Linked DNA regions of Mus musculus: region 1 is linked to region 2. Evidence: chromatin contacts called from public HiChIP or PLAC-seq data. All regions are on one chromosome and are shown on one strand. Each heading gives the region's core, a stretch centred on a gene start, on an enhancer-like site or on the middle of the called end of the contact. The rest is flanking DNA. Distances are from core to core; before and after follow the strand shown. Region 1 has its middle 17 kb from the start of Esrrg. Region 2 holds the start of Spata17 (spermatogenesis associated 17).

Region 1 (3,976 bases), core at 340-2,839, 770 kb before region 2:
TATCTATTTATGCATGGTTTTACTTCTCTCACGAACCTGCGGTCTTGATGAAAGTCTTATCTCTGATGTCCACAACAGAGCTTCGGACCTACTAGAGCATCAGTACTTCAGCTCCTTATTAAGTAGCGGGAGGGGTACACTGCAGAGCATCAGCCTCTGACTTCCCGTTTTCTATCACGTAAGTGATTAATGAATATGACCCCTTGGGTCATGAGAGCAATACTGGCTTCTGTGTGCAGGCTTACATTGGTCAGCTTTTAAGTCCTAGTGGTTGTGACCCACGTCACCTCAATAATCGTAGTGTTCTATGTAAGTGGATGTCCTGAGCAGTGGCTTCGATAGTTCTCCTCCACCTCTCTTCCTCATTTTGATCTATTCTCTATGATGCCCTCTCACACAGCTACCTTGGTTCTCCCAAGGGGGCTTCAAACAGAATTCAGAGGTTTTGCATCTGAATACCCCGTCTGTTCTCAATCCAACCCAAACCCTCTTTTCTGCTTTAATTTGATATTCTGCACCTAACAGCAGATGTACAAACCACTGTCGATCCTGAACTCATGGCCCTGCTACAGTATAGGTAAGGTCAATCCATTCCTGCTATCGTCCATAAGTAGAAAACGGCTCTGCAGAGTTGTTTGCTTGGTTGGTTGGAAAAGGCCATTTCTGTTTGTAGTTAGGAAAAAAAAAAAAAAAAAAAAAAAAAAAAAGAAACTGCTTTTCTGAGCTAAGTCTCTAAAGATGACCTGAGAGGACGCATTCGTGGTAAATTAGATAATCTTACTGGCAGATGGGAAAGGCTTGGACTTCTCCAATTGGCTGTATCCTCTTTAAAGCAGGCACTGTCTAGTTTATGCCAACGGTCTCCACTGGGCTTGTATACAGTAGTTGACTAATAAGGATTCCATGAATGACACTCTGCCTAGTCCTGTACTAGGGTCCTCTAGCCTTTAATGTGATTCTCTACATACAGTAAGAGCTCAATAAACTCCATTTGAATGAACAGAAATAGCATCTTAACTTTTTCATTCTTTGCCAAAATATAAAAATAGAATGAGACACAGAAGGAGGGCACTTTCAGTGACTAAGGAACAAGGATCCTCCAAGCAAAAGTCAAGAATTGTATTAAATTAAAAACGAAACCAGGTTACTTGTTTACATATTCCAAATAAACTATACATATAAAAACTACTTAAAATGTTGTATTCACATCGCCCTCTGGTGTTGGACTCTCCTAGATAATTAAAAAGACCCTTAGACTTCAAATTTAGGTAGGATAGTCCTCCAAGAGGGGGGCTTCCCACCATCTCTGATGACTACAGAATGTGTTCAACAGTGGATGAGAAGTGAAGGGGTTTTCAAGTTTTCTACCAGTGCTGTACTCCATACCAACTAGGCATGGGACCTCCAATATATTTGCTTAATGGAACAAATTCCCCCTTCTGTCAAGACAGTGCCTCACTGGGGGTGTCATTAGAGAGCCATGGCACAAGGTTGCTAGCTGTACCACATGAAAGGTGTATGGTAAAACCCCAAAAAGGCACAGCTTTGTGATAGTGGCATACTGTGAAAATGTACCCCTTTCCCAAGTCAAGTACACAAGAAGGTGCTCAAAGGATGGCCAACGAGCCTGGAAACGGAGACAATCTGAGCGTTTGCTCTTCTCAGTCAGGATACCGATGTGGCCGAAATGAAATAATACATCTACTATATAGTGACTGCTGGTGTCATGGGGGAACCCTGGAATAATATCTAGGTAATAAACTTGCTATTTTTCTTGGCTATGTAAACACACACACACAGAGAGACACAGAGATATCATTGGTCTTCAAGGAAATTTAACATAGTGCACTGATTAAAGTTTTCCTCAAAGCAGGCATATATTTGCAAAACTTCTTAGACTGTGAAACATCAAGTAGCAAACAGATCTCAACACAATTCCTTTTGTGGGGTGCTTTAAAAAGTCACCTTGTACTCACACCACCACATCATCACCACTGTCAGCAGCCCTGATGGCAATGGGTCCTGGTCATTATGGACGATGCTAAGTTCTGCCAGCTGATGATGAATGAAATCTGTCCTCAGCACCTGCCATCCCGTGGCTCACTGGAACTCAGCCTTAATTAAGACCCAATGCTACTGATTGGGAAACTGAGGCTCCATGGTGCTCTGCTGACAACTAGCAGAACGATGCCCAGTCTGTCCAGATCCAGAGGGCAGCTGGCTTTTGCTCTTGGCCATTTTCTTTTTTCCTTTTTAAAAAAAAAAAAAAAAGATGTATTTATTTTATGTATATTAGTACACTGTTGTTGTCTTCAGACACACCAGAAGAGGGCATCAGATCCCATTACAGGTGGTTGTGAGCCACCATGTGGTCGCTGGGAATTGAACTCAGGACCTCTGGAAGAGCAGTCAGTGCTCTTAACCACTGAGCCATCTCTCTGGCTCTTAGCCATTTTCTTTACTGCCATTAGGAACAAACCCTTATGATACTCTGAACACAATCCAGGAGTAGTGTGGTCCTGCTCACCTGCCGTATACAACAGTCCTCTTTTTTGCTAAGGGAAGAGGTTTGAGAAGGCTGAGGGAATTTGGGGAAGAAAGTTAACAAGATCAAGTGAGATAATAAAAAGAGTGTCTTCAGCAGTCTGAAGAAACAGCAATTAAGCAGAGAATACTAAACTTTGGGGTGTCGAGTCAATTTATCTCTACTATATTTGGCAGGCATTTAACACATTGCTGTTAGCACCAAGCTAGGTGCCAAACTAAATATTTACACACAAGGGAGATGCTAGCCTGCATTGTTGCCTTAGAAGGCATCAGCTGAACATGGCTCCGAGAGGCACTCCCATGATGGTTTAACAGCATCCCTCACTGAAGTCTTGCACGTGGTTGTGCCCACGTGCACACCTCCATATACACTCCTGATCACAAAGGCTCACTGGTGCCAAGAATCTACATGTTTTAATCAAGGACTTTCAACAGACACCGACCATAAAAAAAGCGAGTTGGTAAATTACATGGTGTGTGTCTTTATTTTTTACTCTTCTATGAGGCAATGGCTGACATATGAAAAGCATTCTGTTCACTGGGAAGAAAGAAGCAATACAAAATGGTCAGTGACTGGAGGGCTTGGCTTAGAGTCTGGGCAGTGCTGGCCTGATTGCTGTCTAACCTCACACACAGTCAGTGAGGCAGAGAGCACCACCGCCTTCTCCAGTTGAGTCATCATCTGACTTCGTATTTACAGCATCTTTAGCACGTATGCTAAGGTGATGGTGATAAAGAAAGAGATGAACTGAGACGCCGACTTATTCAAGGGAATGGAGCAGGGAGTGGTGAGCTGGATACTGTGACCCTAGGGCTCGAAGTGGCTCAAGGCTGTGATGCCTCCCACTGCACCCACTGCTCCTCTGAACTGGAAAAAGAGAAGCGAGCTTATTAAAAGGTGAAAATACAAAGACAACGAGACATTCATAGTTAGAGGGAAGATACCCTAAGCACTGTGTTAATATTGCATCTGAAGTACCATGCATCCTGAATAGAAGGGACCCCACCACCCAAAAGGATTCACTGACGCAAACTTATCTCTACTTTTTTATTTTCATTTTTCTTGCCTGGGAAAAGAAAGTGTAGTGAATTTGAATGTGTATGAAAGTATGAGGCAGACACATTTTTCAAGGTATCCTTGGAATACTCTATCACAAACTCCTCCTCTGTGGCTGATGCTCAGCCTCAAGAAGGGTACTCTAGTGCCTGCTCTGCATGGACAGACAGAAGCATGGACAGACAGGAAGGAGCAAACTCCTGGAGAGATGACCGAGTACTCCTGGATCCTTCATCCGCCCCTTAGACACAGGGCTGTCAAATGTCCACAACAGGAGTGCTTCCTCAGCCCAGAAGCTGTCTGCTTAGTAAACAAATGAAACACACACAGCACAAACACACAACATAACACACACACACACATACATAGCAC
Region 2 (3,747 bases), core at 260-2,759:
ATCTACTGAACACTTCCGTTCCTTACCAGGCTCTGAACATTGAAGCATTAAGTACACTTTAGAGGAAACACCAGGATGTAGGGAAGTTCCTTTATCTTGTTTTCTGTGGTGGTTCCTACCACATGTACAACTGCCAAAGCTAAGAAAAACTAGTGCATTGTGACCTGCGTCTCTTGTTCCAAGCTGAGTGCAACAATTACAATTGCTCATTTAAAAAGCTTCTCCTGGGCTGGTGAGATGGCTCAGTGGGTTAGAGCACCCGACTGCTCTTCCGAAGGTCCAGAGTTCAAATCCCAGCAACCACATGGTGGCTCACAACCATCCGTAACAAGATCTGACTCCCTCTTCTGGTATCCCTGAAGACAGCTACAATGTACTTACATATAATAAATAAATAAATCTTTAAAAAAATAAAAATAAAAATAAAAAAAAAAAATAAAAAGCTTCTCCTAGTATTCTAACTGAAAATCGTGAGAACTTAAAAGCTACAAGAAAAACAACACTGGTTAGAAATGGTCTCTAGAGAGGAACCAAATAAGCCATCTGACCTAAGATATTCTTTTAACTTTTCAGTTATCGGTGATGCTAAACAATCAGACATCACAGCCCACTGGCAGGAACTTTAAAAATCACAGTTCTTGACTTACTGGTCAGATTTTTATGTTTCAAGATGGACCGCAAGACATCTACTTTCTTGTTACACTAACGTTTCTCTGAAAAGCGTTGGAACAAACGGGGGGTGGGGGTGGGGGTGGAGGTTGGGCGACCAGGGTTTTCAACTAGAAAATCCAAAACTGAGCTATCATCTCTGGTACTCAGGGGCACAGGACAACTTTGCCTCTTAAATTTTCTGTACCTGCGAGTCTCCTACAGCAGGGATGTCATTAAAGATCAAGTGTGATTTGCGAAAGCAGTTTGGAAACTTACAGCAGTGGACCAGGGTACCCTAAAGACAAATTCCAACCTGGGGCTACTGGAAAACGCCCCTTTCCCATAAACTAGGACAGAGCCTCCAGGGCGGTGGAAAACTTCTAGGCTTTACACGAACCGAGCTGCGCAGGGAGTACAAGAGCCTGGTGTCTCTGCTACTAAGAAACTTCTGGGACTGGGAATTTCTGTGATCTTGTCAACCACGGAATCTAGTACAATGTGGCCGGTTTGGCAGGGACAACGGGAACGCGGCCTGAAGAAACTTGGTGCACGGCCGTCTCTGACCCGGAGCCCCGCGAGCTGCTCGCCGGCTCGCTCGCCCCGTTCCCAACCGCCCGCCGGGCTCACCAGCTCTTCCCGGCGGCGGTTCCGATCGCTGGGCGCCCGTCGGCCCCAAACATCAACGACACCCGGGAGCGCGGCCTCGAGGCTCAGGCCCGAGGACCGACTCCAACTCCCGCAGCCCCGGCCAATTCCACACAGGACTTCAGCATTTTGAGAGCAACTTCCGGAAGCCGGCTGGAGGCGGAAACCGGAAACCGGAAGCGACCATTCGCTCACCTTAGCCTACCCTGACCCTTCCCATCAGCAGCTCGAAATTCCAGGAGAAAGGGGCGAGTCGACTCAAGTCTGGTCTCACGTGTACAAATCCGATTTCTCTGTCCAGTTGCTTGAAACTGAAACAGAGTGAAAGGAAAGGCCGATAAGTCGGAAGTGACCTTGGTTCAGCCCAGTTGCCATGGAGACTAATAGTAACAATTTTGGTGAACTCCAGGAGTTGAAGGACATGGCTACTTTAGCCAAGCTGCTGGCGCGGGCACCCTTTCTAGAAAGTCAGTACTACTTTAGGAACCGGTGAGTAGTGAAGAGAGGGGTCTCAGAAGATGTTTACTGTTAACAAATTACTTAATTCAGGAAATAATTCTAAATTCTTCTTCTCCCCATGGGGATTCAAACATGATCAGAAGTTTATATATATATATATATATAATCAATCACAAGTGGATTATATATACATTGACAAGTCATTAATAAGTTAATATTCTCTAAGGAAGATCCCAGAATAGAGAATTATTAAGGGCCGCCCTAAATGAAGTAAACCCCGACTGGGGAAACAGGCAGGAGGATGACTGTGAGTCCAGTCCAGCCTGGGCAACACAGAAAATTCAAGGCTGCCCTGGGCAACATTTGGGAGTCTTCCTCAAAATACTGTTTTGTTTTGTGGGGCTTTTTTTTTTTCGACATTTTAAAATAATCACTGAGAAATTTGGTTTGGTGAAACCTATTTTATACAATGTAGGTCTAGTGGCCTAATTAACGTTAACCAGGCTTACCCAGGTAGTTCCATGAATTCAGAATATCAATGTCCAAATGGGAATTTGAGCTTCACTTAATCTCACAAACATCACAGAATTCAATTCATCTGTGATTCATTTGTCCAAGTGAAGTTTCTATACCATTGTGACAAGATAATTGGTACAGTAAATGGGCAAGAGCTAAGGCAGCATTCTCACCCCCCACACCTAAACTTCCTCTCCATGAAAAGGGGACATTGAAACTAGAAGCAATGGCCCAGTGGTTTTCAAAACTTAGAAGGAATCACAAAAAGTACATTACAAAAAGTGTGATAAATTATAGCAGACCAGCAGTGACCAAGTCAGTGTGAGAAAGTCCTGATAAGCTATTCTTATCCTAACATACATCTCAACTATAGTTTTGCTATTTCATCGTGAACCTCTAGCAACTACAGTGATAATTCAATCTTGTAACTTTTGTGAGAAACTATGGATTTTCTTGCTAGAAGTAGGCCAATGTTGCTTTTTTTCTTGCCTCTTAGTTTAACCATTATTTCAGCCTGTACTGTCTTGCTTCCTGAAATGGAATAGCTACAACAGTTATTTAGTGAATAATCACATTACCGAAGCTTCCAATTAATCATCTTTAAATAAGCATAGCCATTGCGCAATGGAATTCTTATACTTAACATTCAGAGATCATATAGTATTCATTTAGAGTTATGTGGCAGGCTCCTGCTTGTTCATGACCTCAGTGTGCAGTGGGGACAAGTTGACTCCTTCATGCTATTGTGGAGCAGACATTGAGAACGGAATTGTGATGCGCTCGCTCTAAGTCAAAACTGAGCTGCTGGTTTCCCTTCTGCTAGCTGGCATCCAGAGGGCCCGAATGTGTTAGGTGGGCTGTTAAAGGAAATAGGTCACTCAGGGATCACACTCAGCTATAGAGCCTGTGTATTTAAATACTGCACTACCTGGGAAGAAGTGTCCCGAGCAGCAGTAGTGGTATAGATATTCTGATCTATAGTGCTACCCACAACAGGACTGATGGCTGCTGGGGTGTGGTCCTCCGCATCAGCCTTCAGTGTAATCCCTTTACACTGTTCTGAATGTGGCCCCATTATCTCCATCACTGGAAAAATTTGTTTCTGACTCATAACAGTTCCTAGAGTGATCTTAATTTAGTAAGTTGATGTGCCTTCAATTTGAACAATCATTGAAGTTCTAATAACATAAATTAATAGCAACTCACTTGTTAATTTGTTTCTTTGACTCTTAACTGTTTCTTGAATTTACTATTAAACCTTTACTTAATTTTATTTTAAAAATTCCTGAATTTTCTTTTATACTTTTACTTAATTTTGATGAAAAAATAATTTTCCCCTAGTAGACAGTGATGTTTTGTATAGAGGTAGAGACGCAGTTCAAATACTTTGTGTTACTTTAACTTTAGTGATAAACTCTTACATGTTTGCTCTAAACTGAACGCTCTAACTGTAAGCTTCATCATCTGTAAATGAAA

The links. HiChIP or PLAC-seq counts read pairs in DNA pulled down with a chosen protein or histone mark.
Region 1: a contact with region 2 is called in an H3K4me3 HiChIP or PLAC-seq map of the SCID.adh cell line, with 5 times the contacts expected there. The contact joins the enhancer-like site here to the promoter of Spata17 in region 2. A contact is called at or near these places in 7 of 39 promoter capture datasets (the 3T3-L1 cell line, cranial neural crest, embryonic stem cells and 3 more), 1 of 484 Hi-C or Micro-C datasets (Sertoli cells) and 3 of 115 datasets of contacts at active chromatin or transcription factors (the SCID.adh cell line, embryonic forebrain and extraembryonic endoderm stem cells).

What each region holds. Positions count from the first base shown.
Region 1 is chr1:187,978,469-187,982,444 of GRCm38.p6, reverse strand. It overlaps a transcript of Esrrg not described here. Among named protein-coding and RNA genes, the nearest start is that of Esrrg, 17 kb to the left of the region's middle. Within about 2 kb of position 1,589, at least 2 of the 459 cell types and tissues checked have an H3K27ac peak or open chromatin away from gene starts, as enhancers often do. A contact at or near this core is called in the SCID.adh cell line, where this site is marked.
Region 2 is chr1:187,213,208-187,216,954 of GRCm38.p6, reverse strand. Spata17 (spermatogenesis associated 17) reads left to right here and starts at 1,509. Exons shown (of 10, transcript NM_028848.3): 1 at 1,509-1,785. The coding sequence starts at 1,670. It overlaps Gpatch2 (G patch domain containing 2), which reads right to left and starts at 1,444. Exons shown (of 10, transcript NM_026367.4): 1 at 1,279-1,444. The coding sequence starts at 1,331.